2 separate regions of the Mus musculus genome follow, and region 2 is linked to region 1. Evidence: chromatin contacts called from public Hi-C data. All regions are on one chromosome and are shown on one strand. The core of a region is the stretch at or near the end of the contact, and the rest is flanking DNA. Distances in the headings are between cores, read along the strand shown. Region 1 holds the start of Sh3glb1 (SH3-domain GRB2-like B1 (endophilin)). Region 2 holds the start of Clca3a2 (chloride channel accessory 3A2).

Region 1 (3,290 bases), core at 87-2,586:
CTAAATGGCCCAGTTCTCACTAACGATGTGAAAATGAAAGTTTACGAGCTGGGGGTTATGGAATGCTTGTTTTAAAGGAGAAAGGGACACTGAGCTGGTGTGTACTTTTGCCTCTCCCCTTCATTTCCTTTCTAATGTGAGAACATATGTGTGATATCTAGAGGTTCCAGAGGCATCTTGAAACACCAAAATGAAAGTTACATGATAAGACCTGTAAAACAGGATCTATTGGACAGTGGTTTGGTCCCCAGGATAAAGGAAGTGGGGAGAAGAAAAAGGAGGGAGGAACAAGAAAGAAAAACAAAGACAGGAGGGTGATGGGTTTGAAGCGGTCTTTGGATACCTGAAGCCAGGCTAGGTCGCATGAGGCCTTTTCTCAGAAAACAGAAACTAAATTAGCTGAGTGTAGTGTGGGTGTCTGGGTGGGTGGGTGTGGGGGGAAGGGCTCATGCCTTTATCACACAGCTAAGAGTTGGAAGGTTGAGGCCCTGCCAGACAGTAGGTACTCAGGAGTGAAGGAATGTATAACCGGATAGGAACCTTGTCTTTCTTCTCCATTGTCTCTCTGAAATGCTCTTATATACCTTCCCAGGGGATGGGAGATACTTTCTAAATATGCCTCAGATGACCACCAGCCACCAAAGGGACTGAACCCTTCAGCACCTACTCAATGCCTCACACACAATAGGTCCTCAACAGTGAGTCAAAGTATAATAGGGTAGGGGACAATGAAGACAATCCCGTTCAGCAAAGATTGGCTAGGTGTCTACCCAAGCCATAGGTAGCCTTTGACCCCAGACCCAATACAGGAAATCCGGGCCAATGATTCTATAGTGTCAGTTCTGTTTCCTTTTAAGGAACGTTTTGTCCATGCTTTTCTAAGGAACTTTTGTCCGGGCGATTCTGTCACAGACACTCACTGAGATGCTGTGGGAGGGAATCAGGGTGAGAGCCCAGGAGGCTCTCGTTCTGGTAAGAACTTCCACTGATGCTCTGACACTGGCTTGGTGCTTAGTGAGCTGTCAGGAGAGCCTCAGCCGCGGCTCCACCCAGTGGTGAATCCTCGGCCACCCTGCAGGGGTCGCTGTTCCCATGAGAACCTCTGCAGCGGCTCCACCCAGTGGTGAATCCTCGGCCTCCCTGCAGGGGTCGCTGTTCCCATGAGAACCTCTGCAGCGGCTCCACCCAGTGGTGAATCCTCGGCCACCCTGCAGGGGTCGCTGTTCCCGCGAGGACACCCCCGCCCCCCACCCCACGCCATCGGTGAGGCCACGCCCCCCTCCCGGCCGGCTGTTTTCCGCCGCGGTTGCACAGTCGCCGGGCGGCGGGGCGGGGCGGGGCCTTCCTCCGGACGCGACCTCGGTCCCCGTGGCTCGCAGCTGCTCGGCGACGCGACAGGCCCAGCGTGTGAGCGGAGAGGCGCGCGCTCGCGGGCGCCCGCCCTCTTCCCTCCCCCGCCTCCCCGCCAGGAAACGACAGCTGCGCGGGGCTGGCGCCGCCTCCCGCCACCTACCACGTCCGCCCCGCCGTCGCCGTCGCCCGGCGCCCCAGCCCGGCCGCGGCGCTCCCCGCCTCCCCGCTAGCGCAGCCGGCGGCTCTGCCCGGCTGCCGCCCGGCATGAACATCATGGATTTCAACGTGAAGAAGCTGGCGGCCGACGCGGGCACCTTCCTCAGCCGGGCCGTGCAGGTACGGCGGCGGCGGTTGGGGCCGGGCGGGGTGGTGGCGCCGGGGAGGGCGAGCGGAGGGCGGGTCGGGGACGGCGTCGCCCTGGTACCCAGGCCTGCCGATGGGCGCGGCCTGGCGCCCCTGCCCCGCTGGCCGTTTCCGCCTCGCTCGCCCGGCCGCCGCCGCCCCGCGCCCCGGCAGGCGAGTCGGGACGCGGCCCAGGGCGGACACCTTGGGTTCACCCCGGGGCGGAGGCCTCGGTGCCCCAGCCGGCGAGGCAGGGCACGCCGAGCACCTTGGCGCCACCCCCACCCTCCGCTGCGCTCGCTCTCGCCCTCCGGGCCGCGTCCGACCGAGAAGGGAGTTTCCTTTTCCTGCCCCTCAACGCAGAGGAGCTGCCAGCTCAGTTCCCACCAGCCCTCGCTGCTGCCCCTTGGAAGGATTGTCCCAGAGCTTAGCAGCCCGTGGGGGAGATGGAGATTGCCTGTCCCTGTCGGTGTCCCAGCTTCACCAAGGACGCAGGACACCTAGGATTAGGGGTGCCCTGACGCGTTCCCCAGATGGGCTATATAGAGCAGGGGTGAGAGGAGGACGCGATTCACGTTGTTGTCACATTGGAGGGGACCGGGCACGCTTGGCTTCAGGCGCACTTGGAAGGGAAAAGTTCACTGCGTCTCCTTATTCTGTGATTAAGGAAGTGTCAGCAATAGGGAACTTGGGCAGATTTTTTACAGTCAACACCCACATTATGCAAACTCAGTTAAATCTCGGAGCAGATGTCAATTTCACAACGTGGCTTGTAAACAATCTGGTATTGAAGTTAGTGACATAGGGTAGCAGCAGCCCTCTGTTCCGGAAAGAGAAAACAAAAGTAATGTCCCATGTGCCAAAATCCCACCGAACTATAAATCTCACGTGTGCTGCTTTATTTCTTGATTCATTTCATTTTACTGGCACTGTGAATATCATATTTCGTTATCCTTGGCAAAAGAATCGGACAGTTCCCCAGGGTAATGACTGCCTATCTTATGAAAAATAGTATGACGAGCAGTTTACTGTGCATTGAACGTACTAGCTGCAGCCCATCTCTGTCACTTTGCCAGAGAGGCATTGTTCGCCCTCCCTTAAAAAGGAAGCAGTCTTAGAGAGGGTAAATAAACTGGCTTGACTTGCTTGGCTAGCAGACAACCAAAGTTGCCCTCTGACCCACTACTTACTATACTAGAGGCTGCGTTTTCCCTCAGAATGATCATCACGGGGTTAAGATATGTAAAATAGCAATATGATGTGGCCCCAAGAGAACTTAAAGATCATTTGGTAAAATCTGAACTCTTACCAACAGTGAGTAACGCTTAGGGATGGGAGATTCCACCTCGCTTTTGATTCCCTGGACCAGTGCACTGTGTGAGAAGCTCACAGCCATACTCGCCCCTTAATCCTCCTTCCTCCCCAGAAATGTGTGATTCAATAATTGGGGGATGAGATGAGGTGTTTTTAGACTTAACATTAACTCAGTAGAGGAGCCGAGGCTGTGGTAAGTTTTGTTTAGTGTTGCTTACCTGTTACTCCAGGTATTTAATGTGACAGATACTACATAATCCACAGTTTAATACAATTATGTG
Region 2 (3,038 bases), core at 328-2,827, 99 kb before region 1:
TTTTTGTTTTGTTTTGTTTGTTTTTAGAAAGATACTTGCTCTCCTCATTTTACAGCTATGGAAATTGGGAATGAGAGAGGCTAAGTTGTGATGGAGAGTTTTCTTGACAGAAGGAAAATGGTTGAGCTATTAAGGTGATACATTATGTATGCCCAAATTCACCCAAGATAAACAGATGGGGTGCCATAGCAGTGACTCAAGTAGATAGAAAGAAAAATGCTTATAGTGGGGACAGTGTGGGAAGATTTCACAGCCTTTATCAAGCTTGGACTGCAAGCTGGGACAGGCCCAATAGTTGAAGATAAGAACATGAAGGAAAGCTAAGTTTTCCCTGCAACCAGCTGGCTTTTCCCATAGCCTCGGGCAGCTCAGGGATTTCTCATTCCCAGCATAAACCCTGGAAGACTCTATTTACAGTTTTACAAATTAAAGCCATAAAAACAAATTTTAATTAGCAATCTTATGTCAGCATTGACACTTACAACAGCATGTGATGTTTAATAATAGTGTATAATTCTAGTTGAGTTTTTTAAGTGTCAAAGTCCTGCTTGAAGTGCTTTTCCTGCATTCTCTCATGTAGTACTCCCCAGATTGTATAACAGTTTTGTCACAGAGAAGATGAGAGTCTCCATTCCAGACAAGAGAATAGATTTCTCTTATGCTGTATTTTTAAGATTTTTTTTATCACTGTTAATTACATGTATGTGTGTATGACTGTGTGTGGTTGTGTGTGTATGAGTTCAGGTGCCAAAGCAGGCTAGAAGCGTTGAATTCCTGGAACCTAGGGTTACAGATGGATGGGAGTGCCTGGCTTGGTACTGGACACTGCAAGGGCACTGTGTGCTTAAGTGCTAACCCACAGCTCCATGTCCCACACCTGGGAATAAAAAGAAAAACACATTCTCATAATATTTCTGTCTTTAAAGAAACAAAATTTCTTACTACAGATGGCCCTAGGAAACTCTTTTCTTCTTCTTCTTCTTCTTCTTCTTCTTCTTCTTCTTCTTCTTCTTCTTCTTCTTCTTCTTCTTCTTCTTCTTCTTCTTCTTCTTCTTCTTCCTCTTCTTCTTCTTCTTCTGTTGTTTCTGGCTTTTCTTTTTAAAAGGGTCTACTCCATGTGTAACACAGCAATATAAGGCCCCATGCCCTGCTTCAGGAGTTATTACATTTAATCTTCACAACATTCCTTTTTAAAGACCTCATTGACCTCGTTTTGAGTCAGAAAAATTGAGGCTGAGAGAGAAGTTATACTCAGAAAAATAATCTCTTGCTAACAAAATATTTAAAATCTAGTAAGAAGATGTGTTATGTTGGTAAGATGAGCTTAAGCAACAAGACAGAGTACAACAGTGACTCGGGAAAGGTAAAAAACTTTAAGATACTCCAAGAAAAATAATGTGGGAGGATCTTACAGATAAGGTACATCAAGCCTGGGCTGGCACAGTGGAATACTGTCAACAGTTGGAGAAAAGGAAAGTCCCAAGAGATATCAGCATTTCTATCAAATTATGCAAATATTCTGGCCGTGATTCAAATTCCCGAGCGAGGCACACACATAAATGCCCTTCTGTGCTGCTCCTTCTCACTGGAGCAGTGCGACCATGGTGCCAGGGCTGCAGGTCCTTCTGTTCCTCACCCTGCATCTCCTGCAGAACACAGAGAGCTCCATGGTGCATCTCAACAGCAATGGATACGAGGGTGTGGTCATTGCCATTAACCCCAGTGTGCCAGAGGACGAAAGGCTCATCCCAAGCATAAAGGTAAGAAGGGGTTTTATTGTCAGGTCAATAATTCTGTTGCCTGCACATCCAAACTCACACACACAGTTACACACTCACACACACAGTTACACACTCACACACACGGTTTTACCCTCCCAAGGGGCGCTTTGACCGTCTTCATCATGCCTGCAGTATTATCTTCAGTCATGATGGGAATCTGCCTAGCATTATATTTTATTATATAATAAAATCTGTGTTTAACCTGTTAATAATTTATTAACTTGATAAGGTAAGAGACTTCAGAAGAAGAAGAGTTCTCACACTTTATCTTAGTAATGTTGGTTTACACAGTCTATACAGCAAATGTCCTGCCCACTCCTCCAGCTGCTCCTACGTGCTCAACTTTGGAAAACCGAAAATCCTTACCTATCTTACCTTGAAGGAAAACTTACACATGCTTAAAGCTGATGTGTTTCTAATTGCACTTGTTTAATAAAAATGTTTGCATCCTGTGTACTTTGTCCATAGGTCCTTGCAACATCTCCATGCAGTGCTTAGGAGCAGAAGGCTGGGTTCCTCTAAAAATTGAATGAATTATTTGTAGGATTGTAGCAAGTAGCAGGCAGAAGCAAACCAGTCTTATTTGTCTTTATTATTAGCTCTTGAGCCATGCCAGAGTGACTCAATGGGTTATAAATATAGCTGTGTATACATATGTGTAACAATAATAATTGAAGATGAGGTCGTGAATTTGTTAGGGAGAGTGAGGGTTGTGGGAGGAATGGGGGAAGGGTGTAGACACATTCGTATATAAAGTTTACCCAAAAAATGTGTGTTTTTTTAATAATCTGGTCATTTATTTATATGCTCTACTTGGGCAGTAACTCAAAATAAAACAAAAGCAATTTTAATTAACATAGAATATAATAATTACCAGACCTTAAGTTCCCTGTGAGTTTGAACAATGCAATTGTAAAAAAAATTGATTAACACACCACTTGCCTGCAGACTTCTGACTTTCATCCCTGTTATGCCTCACGTCGCATCTCCAATCCAACTGCCACCTGGAGGGGTGGGCAGGTGAAGGTCAGGGTTAGCTTTGGGCATGTGGAAATGAGTTTACGGATCCAAGAGATTCAGTTAAATGTATCCCAGTTTTTCAGTTACTCTGTGCACACACACTTGAGGAAGAGGAGCCTCCGTTTGCTTCTTCTGGTTTATGTATAGATGATTTATGCTCAGTTTGTTTCGAGATTGCTACCACAATGCACTTTTCATTTTCTCAGGAAATGGTAACTCAAGCTTCTACCTACCTGT

Evidence for each region. Hi-C and Micro-C count contacts between places; a contact is called where the count stands out from the background.
Region 2: a contact with region 1 is called in a Hi-C map of cortical neurons, with 2.0 times the contacts expected there. The contact joins the promoter of Clca3a2 here to the promoter of Sh3glb1 in region 1. A contact is called at or near these places in 2 of 39 promoter capture datasets (macrophages and stem cell-derived epiblast-like cells), 7 of 484 Hi-C or Micro-C datasets (the G1E-ER4 cell line, the HL-1 cell line, cortical neurons and 2 more) and 2 of 115 datasets of contacts at active chromatin or transcription factors (embryonic stem cells and stem cell-derived neural progenitor cells).

Annotation. Positions count from the first base shown.
Region 1 is chr3:144,718,381-144,721,670 of GRCm38.p6, reverse strand. Sh3glb1 (SH3-domain GRB2-like B1 (endophilin)) reads left to right here and starts at 1,336. Exons shown (of 9, transcript NM_019464.3): 1 at 1,336-1,689. The coding sequence starts at 1,618.
Region 2 is chr3:144,818,033-144,821,070 of GRCm38.p6, reverse strand. Clca3a2 (chloride channel accessory 3A2) reads left to right here and starts at 1,577. Exons shown (of 14, transcript NM_030601.3): 1 at 1,577-1,760; 2 at 3,008-3,038. The coding sequence starts at 1,602.